2 separate regions of the Triticum aestivum genome follow, and region 1 is linked to region 2. A link is a contact called in public Hi-C data. All regions are on one chromosome and are shown on one strand. The core of a region is the stretch at or near the end of the contact, and the rest is flanking DNA. Distances in the headings are between cores, read along the strand shown.

Region 1 (4,280 bases), core at 586-3,085, 170 kb after region 2:
CATTCAGAGACCTCCGCAGAGGCCTCTTTGGCGCACCGAACTAAATCCTTGGCGAACCAGTCGATGCACCAAATCGCATACTAACCTAAACGGTTTTTTTGTTTACCGGAAAAGAATCGCATACTACGCGCTAGAGCAACTAGTCGGTCAGCGACAAAAACTCAAACACTGCGATGACACACGAGAAATGCGTGATCTAACCCATCTAGCCTGCTTCCGGGTAAAGGGGAGTCGGGTAACTTGAGCATATCCCCACGTAACTTCTTTCCTCCTCGATGCGATGTCAAAGAGGCGGTGCCAAGCCTAGCCCGCAATCACATATTTTTCCGCGAGTTCGTCGCCGGAATCCGCAGGAAATCCCCGCGGCCGGTGAATAGTCGGCGTCTGAGATACAATTTTCCTCGTGACTACAGTGTTCCTGGCTCATTCTCGACGACGACTTCCCTCCCACCCGAATCCACACCACAGCGGTCAAATCACGTCGCATTGTACCAGCCCGCGACCGCAACCCATTTGTTCTTTGCCCGAACGCATCTGCAGCCCAAGCTGATTACCAAAGGACGGCCCAGTGGAGAAAGAAGAGCTGGGCCGCGGCGACGAAGCCCTGCTGATGAACCGGGCCGAAACTCCCCAGGCCTCTTTGGCGCACCGAACTATTTTCCTCGTGATAACAGTGTTCCTCGCTCATTCTCGACGCCGACTTCCCTCCCACCCAAATCCACACCACAGCGGTCAAATCACGTCGCATCATACCAGCCCGCGACCGCAACCCATTCGTTCGTTGCCCGAACGCATCTGCAGCCCAAGCTGATTACCAAAGGACGGCCTAGTGGAGACAGAAGAGCTGGGCCGCAGCGACGAAGCCCTGCTGATGAACCGGGCCGAAACTCCCCAGGCCTCTTTGGCGCACCGAACTAAATCCTTGGCGAACCAGTCGATGCACTACGCACTAGAGCAACTAGCCGGTCGGCGCATAAAACTCAAACACTGCAACGACACACGCGAAACGTGTGCTCTAACCCATTTAACCCGCTTCCAGGTGAAAGCTCGGGAAGGGAGGGAGAAGAGAAGGCGGCAAGTTAATTGACAAGTAACTTGAGCGGATCCTTCACGTAACTTCTTTTCTCCTTGGTGCAATGTCAAAGAGGCGGTGCCAAGCCTAGCTCGCGGCCGCGTCTTTTTATGCGAGTTAGTCGATCGGCACATAAAAATCAAATATTGTGATGACACACGAGAAACGTGTGATCTAACCCATTTAGCCCTATTCCGAATGAAAGTTCAGGAAGGTGGGGAGAAGGGGCCGGACGCGGTGAGTTAATTGACAGGTAACTTAAGCGGATCCCCACGTAACTTCTTTCTTTACTCCTTGGCGCAACGTCAAAGAGGCGGTGCCAAGCCCAGCTCGCAGCCACATCTTTTTCCGCGGAGTTCGTCGCCGGAATCCGCAGGAAATCCCCGCGGCCGGTGAACAGTCGGCGTCCGGGAACCATTTTTCCTCGTGTCTACAGTGTTCCTCGCTCATTCTGGAGGCGGACTTCTCTCCCACCCGGCGAATCCACCACAGCGGTCAAACCATCGCACCACACAGCCCGCGACCGCGACCCGTTCGTTCGTTGTCCGAACGCATCTACGGCCCTATTCGCAAAAAAAGAAGAACGCATCTACGGCCCAGGCAGATTACCACGGGACGGCCCAGTAATGACGGCAGAAGAGCTGGGCCGCGGTGACAAAGCCCCCTGCCGACGAACCGGGCCGAAACCCCCTGGGCCCGGCCCGCCGCCCCGGGCTTCTTCGAGTTTCTCTCACTACGGCTACCTCTCTCCGGTCCCCTCCTCCTCTCCTCCTCGTGTCCCATTTCAAACGGCCGACTCGCCTCCGTCCCCATCCCGTCCCGATCCCGCGGCGGCGCGGCGGAACCCTAGGCCCCCGGCGGAGCCCCGATGTGCGGGTGCGCGGAGGCGCTGGTGAGGGCGGTGGTCGCCTTCTTCGACGCCGTCCTCGTCGACTGCTTCCTCTCCTGGTTCCGCCGCCGCCCCGGCCACGACAGCCCCGCCTCCGCCCACCGGGTAACCGAACCCTATCTCTCCCTCTCCTTCTCCCCCTTGATTCGTTCGTGCTCCGAGCCCAGGCGGTGATGATTTTATGTTTTGGTGCGTTCGCGTCTGTGCAGGATCCGCTCGTGCCCAAGGGCCGGGGAGGGGAGGCGCTCCCGGCCTCGGACGAGGAGAAAGGTTCGTATCCTCGATTGTCTCCGTCGGATTTGCGATTTTGGCCTCATGGATTCGTCATTGGTGTGCTGTGGTTGACCCCTGCGTCGTTCGTTTCGATGTGTGCGTGGTGTTGTTTCAGGTTTTGCAGAGAGCACAGGGTCGAATGAGCAGTTGCGAGATGGCGATGACACCGACGAGGAGCTTAGGCGAGAGGTATGCCTACCGGAGCACAGCTAAATGAATCTCTGTTACTTTTTCAGTCACACGCGTGAGGAATGGAATGGCTATGCGGTTATTGTTACTGTCTGTCAGGTTGTAGTTCTAGGTTCAGAACTCGAGGTTTCCAGATTGCGCCTGTGTTTTCACAATGTGCATGATGTATGTGGATGGTTTAGATGGAGAGATTACAGTTTACACAGTGCCTAGTGATAGCTAGGTGAACTTCTGCCCCTGTTTTGGGTCACAGATGTGGGGAATGGTTGTGCACTTCCTTACAGTTACAGTGACTGTCAGATTCTGGTTCCAGGCTGATGTTGTGATTGCATATGTGTTACTGCATTTCCCCGACGCGCACAATGTATGTGGATAGTTTAGATGGAGAGATTAAGTTTACACAGTGCCTAATAACTGAATGAATACATGTCCCTCTTTTGAGTCACACATGTGGGGAATGTTTGTGTAAGACCATTTTGACTGTCCCATTGTAGTTCGGCGGATCTAGCTTCGTTTTTTGACTGTAATATTTGTTACCTTTAGGTACCCATCTGCTACAAGGTAACACTTTAGATTGAATTTGATTGTACCTGTATTTATAGGGAGGGGTTTAGGTTTACCCATATCACACTGTACCTACTAGCTGTGAACCTGTGGCATACAATTTTCCATTACAAGTGCTTTAGTTAGTGTATTTTATCATATGCACACTGCAAATAGCTAGTTCTTTGTTACGACCAAACAAAAGGATGGTTCTGGAATTTCATGGACTGGGTGTTGTATATGGTCAATCATCTTTTTATATGTTCTGGTAAAAAAGATAGAACCTTCCTGTGTTCCTTTTTGACTGCATGAAAGCAAATGTGCGGCTGGGATAGCTAATATACCCACAGCTTCATTTGCATTTTCATAAAGTATATCGGTAAAAATTACATTTTAATTGTCTTGTAGCTATATAAGTAAATCCAATGTTTTCAAGAGTTCATGAGCTTTACTCATTGCACCTGCTGATAATAATTCTATTTTAAGCATTGGAACATATGGGCTTAGTCCAGAATTTTTCATCGTTCCTAGTCCTATCTTATTGGGAAAGCTCACTGGTGCTGGTATTATTGACCAAAATGTACAGTCTGTTATGATCTCTTATATTTTTATCTTCTGCATTTGTTTACTTTTTACGTTCTGGCAGTACCTGACTTTGTTTTCAGAGCTTGGGAGTATGTAAAATATTCCAAGAACTGAGGCGTTTTTATATTCTATCCTAATTTGAAATTTTCATGTGGCTCTTAAATCCACCCAGGCAGCTCACCTCCAGTTGTATGGCACAATATCGCAAACCCCGGCTGAACTTCGGAATGTGTCATACGAAAGTAATTCTGAATCCGCTAATGAGGTGGGGACAGTATCTATGGAATAATTTTTTTATTAGTTTCATATCTCTGATGCCTTCTTTTTGGATATGCAGTCTGATGACATGTCCATCAATGCACTTGCAATGGGAGGAACATCAGTATCCGGACTTAATTCATCTGAATGGTAATAACTGACCCACTTTTCCTATGTGTTTGGACTTTCTTTAACATGGTTTGATGATATTATATAATTGATGTCTATGCCAACCTTTCAGCTTCAAATGCGAGGAGGATTTGATGACTAAACTTGAAGTTTCACAAGATAAATCACTTGATTCTGTTCCTCGATCAGTTCTCCGTGATAAGTCCCCATTCTGGAGCATGCAAAATAGGTTCTCTGACTGCAATGGTTCACCCTTCCCGACACCTTTGGTTCTCAGAGATGATATGCAGACCCCTGGAACAATGTATGCTTCACACACAGGGTCTACTATGTCTAGGAAGC
Region 2 (4,434 bases), core at 1,090-3,589:
GATCACTGCATTAGCATGTGCTTCTTTAGAGCGGATCAACTCCTCAAGCTGACCAGGATCCACTGTTTCATCTAGAGGGACCCAGCTGTCCTCTAGGCGCTCTTCTGCAACCTGTGAATTTGCACACCAAGAAGGCAAGATAAGGATGTCACTGAGACAGGTGCATTCGTCTCGAGATCTTACTGAAATGAACACAAATGAAATAACTCGACTTACCTCATCACGTGGCTTTCCTAATGGAGAATTCTCAGGAATAAGTTCAGCAAGCTGAGGAGGATCATCAAAAGGATCATCCAAGATATATGTATGTTTAATCCTGTCAATAAAAATATTAGCGAACAGTCAGCAGGCAGAAAGAATGAAAGCAAGTTAATGCTGGAAAAGAAAAAGGCCTGTTTGGTGTTTGCCCAAATGTAGCCCATGGTAACCAAGCCAAATTCTGCAGACCGAATTGGCAGCTCAGGTTTGCCACATTTGGCTCCAAAAATGAACTGGGGGATAGATAGAACATAACCTAAAATTTTGACATCAAACCATATAGCAGATAAAAAAATTAAGCAGCCACAGCTTGAGAAGGGTGCCAAACTTTTGATTCTCAAGGGCACCAAATCAAACAGCCCGATAATGTCCTATATGCAATTTACCACAGGTGTGAATATTCTACCTTATGTCCTTGAACGGTCTTCCTTTATCATCAACATATGCTTCATTTATCTTTGTCAGTGTGTCAAGACCTTCAGCAACTGTCCCAAAGACCTGCAATTGACAGAACAAAACGATGAACTCACTGAAGGAATTATCAACCTCTCACCCAGCCGGAAAAAAGAAAACTGTGAATAAGGTACTACTAACCGTGTGCTTGTCGTCAAGGTAGTCGACATCATCCCGCAAGGTGATGTAGAACTAAAAAAAATCAAAAATAGATATTAAGAAGTTAAAAACAGGCAGACGTATGTCCTCAAAAATTAAAGATCGGTAGCGTTGTAATATTGTACCTGTGAGGCATTGCAATTCTCACCAGCACTTGCCATAGCAATAGTGCCAGTTTTTGAGTGCCTTAATTCCGGACGGATCTCATCATTGAAAAATCGAGCTTGATCACCATAAAGGTACCTGGAGAAAGAAGATTCAGCTTTCAGACATATCTTTGACAGTAGTAGCCAGCCTAAATTCAAGTAAATATCGAACACAAAAGACCAAATTATATGGTTCAGAGCTTAGTAACACACACGCACGCGCACACACAAAAACATAAATTGAGGGGAATACATATATTGAGAGTTTGGTAAAACAATGCTCACTTGTACACGGAATCACCACCACTGCCAGTTCCTGTCGGGTCTCCAGATTGTGCCAAGAAATCCTTCTCCACCTTGTGGAACAGACACCCATTGTAATACTTCATTCTGTTTAAGTCAAAGCATAATGTCAAAGAATGAGTACCCTGATTACTAATAATCAACTCACTCCATGAACTCCTGCCGTCCATTATGTGTGGTAAGAACAGCAGACACATCTATAATCACTGTAATCTGGAATCCTAAATCTACTACAGCAGGTTGGAAACAAGCCACTAGAAACAAACAAGAGCTACATCACAATAAGGCACACAAGGCCCACAGCACAATCTCTATTCAGTTCTGATAATGTCATAGATAATTATGAAATCAAACATAACAGCACTAAGCATCAGATGGCGACTAGAGCTCCGCCTGCTTGAAATGAGGTAAAATTAGAGGCCGATCCGCTGATCCCCAATGCAGCTGACCTTATATAAGATGTTCACGGTATCACTAAGCAACCAGAAACGAGCACCGGAGGAAGACTCGCAGAGCTACGGGGACACACGAGTCGCACCTACAGCTACAGGCAATCTCGAATCAATCCAGGCACCGCACAACACTAAACTACAGCCAAACTGGCAGCGAACTTGCCCGCTTAATCAGAGACGAAATCAATCAATTAGAAGCCGGCCGTGTGGCGCATACAGACCAAAAGAAACCGCACAGAGAACGAGCTCTATGTAAGGGTGCTTACTTGCAGAGCTTGAGGAAGTTCTTGGTGGTGAGGGGGCACAGGTCGGTGTGGAGATCCAGCTCGATGTCGCCCACGCTCGTGACCATCAGGACCGACATCTTCGCCCCTCGCCGGCGGCAAGCGAACGGCGGCGGCGGGTGCGGTGCGGGAGGGGGGGGCGAGGAGGCGGCGGGAGTTTGGTGGCGCTGGGGATTGGAGAGGGGATTCGGGCGCCGGCGGAGCGCCGCCGAGGAGGGCACGCCGTGACAATCCCAACCCTAACTTCTTGGAAACAATCCCCGCCGAGGAGGGCTTGGTGTGGAGAGGCAAAAAATCGAGAGGGTTTTCTGGAAAAGTACGTCGCTGGGAGAATTGGAATGGAATCCAGTAGATCTATGCCGTCCGTGAAAGATCGGACGGCTGGAATTTTTTTGCGTTGGAAACATGACGGTTGGGAATTCAGAGAGCAGGTTCTTCATGCTTTGGGTACACAAGCGTCATGGCCGCTTACCAAAAATTTCATCGATATTGAGAGAGAATAGGAGGGAAAAGGGTAGGGCTAGTAGGGTTTTTTTTTTAATCGTAGGAAGTGTTGAGTTAGCTCGGTTGTTGAGAGCGTCCATATTCGATTCAAATTATTTAACATTCAATCCAAATTTTGCTTCGAGATCCAGTTTATTTCCAATTTTTTGAGCTTTAGTTTCCCAGTTTGATGGCGATTTGTTTTTGAAACGAACACAAGAAGTGCCCGGTTTTAAACAAATAAAGCCAATAATGACCAAAGTACATACAGACCATGAATCGAAAGGATGGAAAGTAAAGCAAAGATAAAAACCCATGGACACAAGGTGCGACTCATAGAAGAGCACTAGCACGGCACCGAGACGGGCTGATCTAGCTCCTGTGGTAGGTATGAAGCTGCTTGATCTTGAGAAGAATGTTCGCCACCGCATCACTACCCTTCCTCTTCCCTAGAAACCGCAACCGTGTATAAGTAGAAACCATTTGAAAATATAGTTAGCATGGTGGGATGGGATAGTTCCCTCAGTAGCCAACTTATTCTGAGTAGTCCAAAGCGTCCAAGCTGAGGCACTAAATGTTCTTCAAGCTAAACGTCGTTCTTGACCTCAGGTGGATTTTAACAGTGTAAGGATATCGAACATAGAGTTAGGATTCTGGTTGTATCTGAAGCAATCTCGGACACAACTCCAGAGAAATTTAGCTGGGGTACAACGGAACAGGATGTGACTAGTGCCCTCTGGCGCATCGCCCATAACACTCCAACCATTGCTCTAGTCATGACACTTTTTAAGATTGATGGCCGTTGGTAGACGGTCTTGAGCAGCCTGCCACAGGAAAATGCAGACTTTGGACGGAATCCGAGATGCCCAAAGAGCCTTGGCGTACCGGGCCTTAGGCCCACAGACCAATTTGGCCCATGAACCTTGGTGAATTATTTTGCCTTTTACCAGTGAATCAAAAAAAGTTGCATGTTAGCTTAAGATAGACCGGTGAGAACAAAACCTATAGCACCCCCACACAAAGGCACCACCACATGACCTGTGCCATCATCACAAACTGACACAAGTTGGGAAGAATTATCCATCGAGGCCATCCATAAATGACATAGTCACCACCGTCGTGGTTAATACAACAATTTCAACAATCATGAACTACCACCAATACACCAATCATTCTAACTATGTTGAGAAAGGTATGTATTCTTATTGGTTTGGTTAGTACCACAAGTGGTGGACTAAACAACCCATTCGAACCTCACCACCTCCTATTTAATTTCAATACAATTCCTCCTATGCTGAACTCATTTTATTTTGGACCACCGTGTTCGGGACATGACAACTTCGATTTGCGCATCCGGCCTTGTGACAAAATGGCAGACCAATACCATACTCTTCTTGCCACCACAGTCGTTGCCACACATTGCACACTAAATAATCCAAAGTAGATGCCCAAATATCCCCTCGTCAGCAATCCACCAACCACAGTCGGCTTCGAGCCACGTCCAAAGAGTGGGAACAATAAACATCTCCATTGGTTGGTCACCCAAGACCATGGGGGAGAGCAACGTCGCAATGACGCACATGCATGCATCCACTGATGTCAATGGTACTAGTGCGCATCGCTATAGTTCGTTCTATTCAATACTTGCACAATATTTCACTTGGAGTTGCCATGATCCCCTCCAACTTGCACCAATGGGCACACCCCACAGCTCACCACCTTCACCGTGTGCTACTCTCCAAATATTTGAAACCAGATCCAAGCTAAGCTCCTGATCAACGATACCCACACGAACAACACCCGACACCCTTTTCCGCATCACCTGGCGTCAGGCCTGGCCACCACCAAACCTACCATGAGGCATATTTGCCCCCCCCCCCACACACACATATCCCC

Evidence for each region. A called contact is a pair of places that touch in the nucleus more often than the background predicts.
Region 1: a Hi-C map of leaf shows a contact between it and region 2, with 2.6 times the contacts expected there. The contact joins the promoter of LOC123164563 here to the promoter of LOC123165763 in region 2. A contact is called at or near these places in 3 of 5 Hi-C or Micro-C datasets (leaf and an unstated tissue).

Annotation. Positions count from the first base shown.
Region 1 is chr7D:577,965,397-577,969,676 of IWGSC CS RefSeq v2.1, forward strand. It overlaps LOC123164563 (protein JASON), which reads left to right and starts at 1,836. Exons shown (of 8, transcript XM_044582095.1): 1 at 1,836-2,066; 2 at 2,171-2,231; 3 at 2,350-2,423; 4 at 3,724-3,816; 5 at 3,889-3,959; 6 at 4,051-4,280. The coding sequence starts at 1,941.
Region 2 is chr7D:577,791,610-577,796,043 of IWGSC CS RefSeq v2.1, forward strand. LOC123165763 (peptidyl-prolyl cis-trans isomerase CYP59) reads right to left here and starts at 2,340. Exons shown (of 14, transcript XM_044583484.1): 1 at 2,038-2,340; 2 at 1,302-1,406; 3 at 996-1,113; 4 at 853-903; 5 at 665-756; 6 at 217-316; 7 at 1-111. The coding sequence starts at 2,135.